Regions from separate parts of the Sus scrofa genome. Here regions 2 and 3 are each linked to region 1. A link is a contact called in public HiChIP or PLAC-seq data. All regions are on one chromosome and are shown on one strand. The core of a region is the stretch at or near the end of the contact, and the rest is flanking DNA. Distances in the headings are between cores, read along the strand shown.

Evidence for each region. HiChIP or PLAC-seq counts read pairs in DNA pulled down with a chosen protein or histone mark.
Region 2: an H3K27ac HiChIP or PLAC-seq map of skeletal muscle shows a contact between it and region 1. The contact joins the promoter of POLD1 here to the promoter of MYBPC2 in region 1. A contact is called at or near these places in 4 of 47 Hi-C or Micro-C datasets (embryonic fibroblasts, heart right ventricle, mesenteric adipose tissue and 1 more) and 2 of 2 datasets of contacts at active chromatin or transcription factors (alveolar macrophages and skeletal muscle).
Region 3: an H3K27ac HiChIP or PLAC-seq map of skeletal muscle shows a contact between it and region 1. The contact joins the promoter of FAM71E1 here to the promoter of MYBPC2 in region 1. A contact is called at or near these places in 4 of 47 Hi-C or Micro-C datasets (embryonic fibroblasts, epiblast stem cells, heart right ventricle and 1 more) and 2 of 2 datasets of contacts at active chromatin or transcription factors (alveolar macrophages and skeletal muscle).

Annotation. Positions count from the first base shown.
Region 1 is chr6:55,280,371-55,283,377 of Sscrofa11.1, forward strand. MYBPC2 (myosin-binding protein C, fast-type) reads left to right here and starts at 1,621. Exons shown (of 30, transcript XM_003127371.5): 1 at 1,621-1,723; 2 at 2,076-2,271. The coding sequence starts at 2,253. It overlaps SPIB (transcription factor Spi-B), which reads left to right. Exons shown (of 6, transcript XM_003127365.3): 6 at 1-511.
Region 2 is chr6:55,246,302-55,249,308 of Sscrofa11.1, forward strand. It overlaps POLD1 (DNA polymerase delta catalytic subunit), which reads left to right and starts at 1,498. Exons shown (of 27, transcript XM_003127364.5): 1 at 1,498-1,606.
Region 3 is chr6:55,314,646-55,317,652 of Sscrofa11.1, forward strand. FAM71E1 (protein FAM71E1) reads right to left here and starts at 1,624. Exons shown (of 5, transcript XM_005664786.3): 1 at 1,457-1,624; 2 at 1,162-1,280; 3 at 676-806. The coding sequence starts at 1,526. It overlaps EMC10 (ER membrane protein complex subunit 10), which reads left to right and starts at 1,739. Exons shown (of 7, transcript XM_003127366.5): 1 at 1,739-1,973. The coding sequence starts at 1,860.

The DNA of each region.
Region 1 (3,007 bases), core at 371-2,870:
AAGCCTGGATGAACTGTGGGAGGTGTGATGGAACCCACGGGGGGTGTCGGAGGCTGTGGACGTAAGAAGCCAGGGTCCTTGAGCCTGGGTGGCTGGGGGCTGGGGGTCTAGGGTGAAAGATTAGCTGCTTCTGGGCCAGTTTGTCCCTTCTGTGAAAGAGAAGAGGAGGAGGAGGAAGACCTCAGAAGTCCCTTGAAGCCCTGTGAGTCTTTGAAACATCTGAAATCCACCCACTGATGGCCAGAAGGAAGAAGAGGAAGGAGCACCAAGGACCCAGAGAGGACGGGGTCCCGGTGGGGGCACACAGCAGCTGGTAGCAGAGCACCGCCTGGGACCTGCCCTCAAGAGGAAAGAACCCCTTCCGGGGGGGTGGGGGGGTGCACCTGGCCGGAGGAGGGGCATGCCAGGGACAAAAGGTCTTCCTGGGGCCTGCTCTTGCACATGAGGTACCTTTTGCAAAACATCATTACCCCAAGTGTGGAATAAAATAAAACAAATCAAGGTAGACACACCTCCTAGGATCCTTTCTCAGGGACCGCAATTCTGCCATCCACCCGGGCCTCCTGGCCCTCGGAGACACTGGGAGAGCGAGGGGGAAGAGAGGAGATGGTAGTTAGAGCCAAACCAGGCTGAGCCTGGAAGGCTGAAGTAAGAGCTTGAGATGCAGGCTCTGGGAGTTCGATTCCATTTTCATCTCTTCTTAACGACTGGAGTTCTTTCCCACCCTCTCCCTGCTTCCCTCTCCGTCTGGGTCCATGTTCTGCTTTCTGAATTTCTGCCCCCTTCTCTGGATCTTTGACCCCCTCTCGCAGGACAGCGTCTTCAGGGAGGCGGGGCCGGGCGCGGGAGGCTCGGGGCGCTCCGCCCCCGGGCCGGGACCGCTGGAGCCGCGGAGCAGCCTGCCTGGCGACCCGTGACGTCACAGGGAAGCTGCCTCCGGGTTGGCTTGGGGCTCCTTGGAGGCGGGAAAGTTTCCGGCTCTTAGGGGCTTTTGGAAAAGAACGGTGGGCTGGGGGCGGGGGCGTTGGGCAGGAAGAAAACCCCGAGGAATTTGTCTTCATTCATCCTGAGTCCCTAACCCGGCGTTCCTTCCCCGCCCGCCCTCCGCCTCAACCCCAAGCCCGCACAGCCTTCCGCGCTCTCTCACACCCACCTCGCCCTCCTCCCCCTAACACCTGGTGTCCCCAAAACCCTGTCCTCCCGCGATCCTCCCCTCATCTCCTTCGCCTCCCCCTACATCGCGTCTAGCCACCCCCCCCAATTCAGAAAGCCACAGGTCCCCCTGCCGGGAAGGGCGCCAATGTCCGGGCAGCCCTCCAGGGCCTTCCCGGTCTCCTCACCCGCCCCCTCTGGGGGCAGCCGCCCCCTCCCCTGCGTCCGGTGCCCGCCGCGCCCGCTCCGGGAACCGTGGCGGGGAGCTGCCCGGGCGCGGTCCCAAGAGGGGCAGCAGCCAGTCCGGGGTCCCAGGTGGCCTCGGGGGTGGGACTCCGGAATCCCTGCGCCTCGGTGCCCAGCGGGCACAGAGACCTCTCCCTCGCCTCCCCCCTCCCCCCGTCGCCGTCCTGCCTACGCTGGGAAACCGGACCCTCCCTCCCGGCTCTGGTTTCCGGAAAACTCCTGACTTGCAAATACTAAGAATGGCTTCTAGACCCTGTCTTCCCCGCGAATCCGGACCCCGCCTGCCGGAGTTCAGGCTCAGAGCCCTCACACCCACTTCAGACCGGTGGGTCCCCTTCCTGTCTCTCCTCCTAGGACCCAAGAAGCCAGGCCCTCATCCTTCTCCTTTTCCTAGGACCCAAGAATCTGGACCCCAGGTCCCTTCTGCCCCTGGTTCCTGGAGCCCAGGCCCCCAGGTCCCCCTTCTCCTTTTCCTAGGACCCCCAGGCCCTCACCCTTCTCTTTTTCGTAGGACCCAAGAATCTGGACCCCAGGTCCCTTCTGCCCCTGTTCCCTGGAGCCCAGGCCCCCAGGCCCCCCTCCCTCAGACCCAGGTGTCAGAAGCCCAGCCCCCTCCTCCCGGGGGACCTGGCGCTCAGCCAACGCTCCTGGTCCAGCTGTTGTTTCTCGCCCTTTAGGACGCACAGGCGGAATGCGCGGCCGCCAGCGAGGGTGGGGAGGCACGTCCTGGGCCTCCCGGAGCCTCCTGGGAGTCTCTGGACTCCTTAAAGGGCTCCCTCTGGGGGCCCACCTGTCCTCCCTAGGGCCAGTGGTCACACAGCTGCGGTCACAGGAGCGGGAGGAGGTCCGGTGACATGCCTGAGGCAAAACCAGGTGGCTGTGGGGTCTCCCTCCCTACGTGGCATGTGGTCCTCTTTTCTGAGTCCCTCTGTGGGGTTGGCAGAATGGGGTGCCTTCCTTGTGGGAGATGGGAGGGTCCCATACCTATGTGAGGTGGGTGGAGGTCCCCTTCCCTAGGCATGTGTGTGTCGGGGGAGGAGGCCCTTTCTCTGGAGGGAGTTGGGGGCATGACTCTGGGTGCTGGTGGAGATTCTCTGATTGGGAATTTGGCTCCCTTTTTCTCGATAGTGACGGGAGGCCCGTGTATGCCCGAGTCATTGCAGGGCGACTGGGGGAGTCCCCTACATTTGGGGATGGGATCCCCTAAGAAGGGCTAGGGGTCATTTTTCCGAGTCAGGATCCGGACCTTTCTCTGCAGGGGAAAGAGGCCCTGGCTTGTCTCGCTCTTAGGAACTCTTATTTGCCGGGTAAAGAAAGCTCTTCTCTATACAAGGATGAGGGGACCGCCTTTCAGCAGGAACTGGGGTTTCCCCATGCAGTAATTAGGGGACCTTCTCCATATAGAGGCTCAGAGCCTTTATGTGCAGATTCAGGGTCCTCCTTAGAATAGGATTGGGGGCGGCGTGGGGATATCTTTCTCCGGGGATGGAGCTTTCTCTCTCTGAGAAAGTGAACAGACGGAGTCACAAGCCCCGCCCCCTAAGGACCCCTCCTCCTGGGGGGGGGGTCCGGTCCGCTGGTACCAGGCCCACCAGGCTGAGGGGTCAGG
Region 2 (3,007 bases), core at 248-2,747, 34 kb before region 1:
GACCCAGCAATTCTATTCCTGGGTATGTATCCAAAAAACAAAACCAACACTGATTCAAAAAGATATATGCACCACAATGTTCATAGCAGCATTATTTACAATTGCCAAGATATGGAAGCAATGCGTCCAGCAACAGATGAATGGATGAAGCTGTATACACACACAATGGAATACTACTCAGCCATAAAAAAAGGAATTGTGCCATTTGTAGTAACATGGATGGACCATAAGGGCATTGTGCTAAGTGAAATAAGAAAAATAAATACAAAACCGGTATGATATCACTTATATGTGGAATCTTAAAAATGCAACAAACCAGGAGTTCCCGTCATGGCACAGTGGTTAATGAATCCCACTAGGAACCATGAGGTTGTGGGTTCGATCCCTGCCCTTGCTCAGTGGGTTAACGATCCGGTGTTGCCAGGAGCTGTGGTGTAGGTCGCAGACGTGGCTCGGATCCCGCGTTGCTATGGCTCTGGCATAGGCTGGCAGCTACAGCTCCGATTAGACCTTTAACCTAGGAACTTCCATGTGCCACAGGAGCGGCTCAAGAAAAGGCAAAAAAAAAAAAAAAAATTACCTTCACCTGCACCAGGGCCTAAGGGGCCACGGAGGTGAGCTAGATAGATGGGCAGTCCTGCCTGAGAGTGAAGGAGGTGTTGCTTGGAGGGATGGGGACTGAAAGGGTTTTTTTAGGGGGAAGAGAGGATGGCAGAAGTAAGAATAGTTACAAGCGACTGTCCTATTCCTTTTTTTTTCTTTTTCTTTTTGCCTTTCAGGGACGCACTCGCGGCATATGGAGGTTCGCAGGCTAGGGATCTAATCGAAGCTATAGCTGCCGGCCTATGCCACAGCCACAGCAACGCGGGATCCGAGCCGCGTCTGCGACCTACACCACAGCTCAGGGCAACGTGGGAGCCTTAAGCCACCCACTGAGCAGGGCCAGGGATCGAACCCGCAACCTTATGGTTCCTAGTTAGATTCGTTTCTGCTGCACCACGACGGGAACTCGCCGACCGTCCTATTCCAAGTGGTGTGCCTCTTACCCTACAAGTCATCTGCCAACCCTGAGCTGAGTCCAGTTTACAGGTGGGGAAACTGAGGCCATGAGCTAGACCAGGTTAGGATCTGAGCATTCACTGGCCTGTCACTACGTGGAGGTCAGGCCGTGGGTGGAAGAATGAACAGGGAGGAGGTGATCCTCCCGACACGGCCTCGGACAGCAGGCAGGTGCAGAAGAAGAGATTGTGCGCCCAGCACCCCAGGTCTGGCGGAACTGGGGCGGAAGGGGGCAGGAGGCCACCGCCGCTGCGCACGCAGTAAACACCCGGGCCCACGACGCGGCTGCAAAAAGGAGGTGTGGCCTCCTGCCGCAAAGGTCTGGCGGGCGGGGTTTGGTGAGGATTTGTCGGCCAGGAGACTAGGCCACGCCCTCTGCTGGGACGGAGGGGCGTGGCCTTGCCTTGGCGGGGGGACGGGGCGTGGCCTCCCCGTGTGGGCTGGAGGGGCGTGGCCCGGCTCGGCGCGCGGTGGCTCTGGGCCTGCGCACGCTGGAGTCAGGGGTCACGGCGGCGTGGGCTGTGGCGGGAAACGCTGTTTGAAGCGGGTGAGTTACGGGAGAAGGGGAATTGCCGGGGACTCCGCCTGGCAGTGGAGGCGGCTTGAAGAGCCGGGCGCTTGGGCCTGGGAGAAGGTTGTGAGGCGTCTCGTGAAGCGTGGCGGCGAGGGGGATCCCCCGCCTTGGTTCGGGGCGCGCGAAAGAGAGGCAGGGGCCAGTGGTCGTGGGCGCGTGCGCGGGGGCGCGCGGGAAGATGACAGGGGTTGGCGGGGGCCCCTTCCGTATGCAGGGGCTCCAGCTCTGGGGACTGGGGGTGACGTACCCTGGAGGGTCTTAGGGGCTGCGCGTTCCCGAGGCATTGGAGACTGAATAGTGCACATGGGGACCTAGCGTCATCTTTTATTCACGAAATGTTGAGTGCTCAGTGCCAGGCACTGTTCTAGAAGCAGAGGCTACCACCGGAACAAGGTAGAGAAGACTGTGTCAGGGGGAGACAGACAGTAGACAAGTAGTAAGGATAAAGTAATGCTTTCAGCTCGTAATACGTTATCCCAAGTGAAGTAAAACAGAGCAGCCTTCTTTAGCTCGAGTGATCAGACATCGTCTCTCTGACGAAGTGACATTGGAGAGCGATCGGGCAGGGGGGACAAGCAAGTGCAAAGGCCTGGAAGCAGGAAGGGGCTTGGGGTGTTTCTAGCTGGAGGGAACAGTGAGGCTGGAGATCTGATGGGGAGTCGGATGCCGAGGAGCCTTGTAAGTCTCGGTGTGGCGTTTAGTTTTTATTCTAGGTTCCTTGGGAGCCAGGGGAGGTTTGGGGCATTGGAGGACCATGACCCTCCTCTGTGTTTTGAAAAACAAACTCCCTGGCTGCTGATCCAGGGTGGCATTGTAGCAGGAGCAAGAGTGGAAGGAAGGGCCAGTTAGGAGGCAAGAGCGGGTGGTTGGTGGCTTAGCCTGCAGTGCAGGTGGGCAGACTCCATCCGCACAGGTTGTCTTTGGGGTTTGAGCTGGCATGACATGAGCGTACAGGGAGGGGGCGCCCAGGGTGAGCAGCGGGCTGGAGAGAGAAGGTTGAGGGGAGCAGGTTTGGGTGTGAGGGGGCAGGATGATGTCAGGGTCTCAGCCTCCTGGCCACACCTGCTTTTTCTCCCCTCTTCCTGCACTTTCCCACTCTAGCCCCTTAGGTTCCTACCCCACTTCCTGCCCCACTCCAGGCCTGTGCCTGCCACACCCTTCCCTCCTCCTGCAATGCTGTTCCCTCTCCTCACTTCTTCAGCCAGCTGCTCTTGGGGCCGGGCCTTTGCCGGGCACTGGGGAGCCAGTGATAATTCAGTTTGGTTGAGGGAAGGACAGGACTTCTTAGGCCAGAGGGCCAAGCTATAAGGAGGCAGTGCTAGTCTTTGGGAGCCGAGAGAAGAAAGTGGGGGCTCAGGGCAGATTTGTGGGATC
Region 3 (3,007 bases), core at 374-2,873, 34 kb after region 1:
CTTGGATGGGAGAAAAGCCTATTTCGGGCTATGTGTGTCTTGTACTTTGGAGTGTATTTGCATTACTTTTTCAAAGCAGAAGACAAAGACCTGGGAGTTCCCTGTGGTGCAGGGGGTTAAGGATCTCATGTTGTCATTGCTGCGGCCTTGGTTGCTGCTGTGGCTCAGGTTTGATCCCTGGCCCAGGAACTTCCACATGCCCTAGGTGCAGCCAAAAAAACACAAAACCCTGAAGGGGTAGTGTGGCATGTGGCACGGGAACTCAAGACTCCACCTCTGACCTACCACAGGGTGCTGAGCAAGTGGCTCCCCTCTCTGGGACTCAGGGTTTCTTTTTGGAGCACTGGGCTGAGGGGCCCCATTATACGAGACTATGAGGTCAGAGGTGGGACTATGCATGTGGTCCAGGGGACACCTGGCATGCAGTAAGTGCTGCATAAGTGGTCATTCTCCTGACCCTGCCAGGGTGTGACTGAGGGCTGTCCCCCTCCTGTCTATCCATCCCTGATTTCCGGCCCCTGTTGGATGGCCCTGTCCTTGTTCTCCAGGTGGACAGTAGCCTGGAGAGGGCTGGCAGCCCTCGTGGGTCGTCTGGGTGGAAGAAGGTGCTGCAGGGGGCCTAGGATGCCCAGAGCTGGGGAAGGAAGAGGTCTAGGCCGGGGTGGGGGCAGTCACCCGAAGAGCTGCAGGCATCCGTTCTCCTTGGCAGGGCCGGCCAGCAGCAACAGGTCTGGAAGTTCCAGGGCTGGACTGGAGGCTGCCACCCCCATGGTGACCTTGTTGGCAACTTCTCCTAACCGGGTCACCTGGGGCCGGGGGTCAGAGGTTAGAAGCTGGATAGATGGGGGGCAGGAATTTGGGTAGGTTTATGGTTCAAGGAACCAAGGAAGTTAACCACCAAATCAAGGGGTCAAAGGTCAAGAGTCATATGGATATGAAGGCCTGGAAACTGGACCCAGGGAATCAGAGGCCAGGTTTGGAGGTACTGGCGTGGCGGGGGTGTGGTGTGTGTGTGTGTGGTGTGTGTGTGTGTGTGTGTCAGTCAGGAATCTCAGGAGATGGGCGTGATGGGGGAGTGATCAGAAGCAGGGAGAACAGAGGTTCCCTAAGGCAGGAGATCGGGGTTCAGGCTTGCGCTAGGAGGGTCCTGGGTCTTCACACCTGCACGAAGTTGCTCTCAAAGATGGGGAAGTCTCGCAGCTGGTCGAACTCGCCGCTCAGGAGATGGCGTTGGAGCCGCCCGGGCCGGCCCGTGGGGCAGGCTGGAAACAGGGGGCGTTCTACAGGGGCAGCGAAGTTCTCAGGTCTATTCCAAGAGCCTGCGCCGGGGCCCTCCAGCTGGTAGGGCCCGGGCCACCCCGCGCTGAGGATAGGGGGTTTCGGGCTAGCGGTCTCCGCATCGCAGTCCCCATCCCTCACCCGGTCCAACCCCTCCAGGCCCGGCTCCGCCTCTCACCTGCCATCCCACCTAGTCCCGCCTCACCGGCTCCACCAGGGGCGGGCTTAGGCTGGTGCACTGGTTTCATCGCAACGCCCCGCCCCTTAGAGGAAACGCAGGGAGGCGCCCTCGGAGAAAATAGGGGGGCGGGGCCGTAGGCTCTGTGACGTCACAACGCAGCGGACGGGGTTTGACTACGTCACGGAGAAGCCGTCCGCGACTGTAGCGTCATCCAGGGGAGGTGCCCAGAGACCCGGATGGAGCGGAGGCCGCTCCGCTGACGTTCTGCCCGGTAACGGCGGGCGCTAGTGCGCCGACGCAAGGCGCAGGCGCACGGGCGACGAGGTGCGGCCCGTTTTTCCCGGCGTGCTCCGCGGCTCCCGGCTCACTCCTGCCCGGTGCCTGGTGGGAAAGGGCCGAAATGGCCGGGGCCCGCGCTGGGGCTACTCGGCTGCTGCTGCTCTTGGTGATGGCTGCAGCAGCCCCCAGCCGGGCGAGGGGTAGTGGTTGCAGGTCCGGGGCCTCTGTGCGGGGGGTGAGTGCTTATTCGCTCTGCACGGAGCACGGAGCCTGACGGAAATTGTGTGTCTCGGGCTTTTAGGTCGGTTATGGTGGGAGCGAGGCTGCGCTGGGCTGAGGGAAGACAAGGTTGCAAACCCGGGAAAGCGGTCCCGAGGTGCATGCCCGAGGCCGCAGGACTGGGAGAAAGTGAGAGGATAATTAGGAAGATACTAGTTAGTGAATATGCATGAGGGGGCGGGGCTCGGTTGGGGTTGTTTTTTTTGGGGGGGTGCGGACGGGTGTTCGGTGCGGTGAATACGAGACTATTCCGAAAGAGAAGGTTGGGGCAAGATCTTTAACATTTGAACGGAATTTTCTTGTGGCCCAGCAGGTTAAGGATCTGCCGTTGTCGCTGCAACGGCCTGGGTCGCTGCTCTGGCACGGGTTCGATCCCTAGCCCGAGAACTTCCTCATGCCGCGTGCGCTGCCAAAAAGAAAAAAAAAACCTAAACATTTCGAAGGCTAGGAATCTGCAGTCGTGAATCTGCTCGAGAAGTTCTGACGTGGGTGGAATCTTGGCGAATCAGAACTCGGGCGGCTAAAATGAAAAAGGCGAAGGGAGAGGAGTTCTGGATCATGAATATTCATGAGGAGGGCGCAGCATTTAGCTTGGGGATTAAATCTGGATCAAGGTTGCCGGCGGGCTTGTGGCAGTAGAGTGGAGGACACAGACGTCTGAGAAATTTGGAGAGTTGGAGAAAAGGAAGGGAACTTGCGTGTGCTTGTTAGGGTGGAACTCGGGGCGGGGGCCTCATGGCTGTTGGGGCTGTTAAAGTGAAAACGAGGCCGCTTGGATATTAGCTTGGGAAGGAAGCCCAGGGTGCCCATGAATATTTATGACCCTAGGCATGAAAGTGACCTTGGAAAGGAAGTTCTGCTGGTTTGCGGGGTCTGGTTTTCATGAAATGGGCAGTTCCTAGTGGAATCGGGGGCAAGTGTCACTGTTTGGATACGGGTATGAAAATAAGGCTCTTCCTGCACCCTGCTGCTCTGTCTTCGGATCTCTGG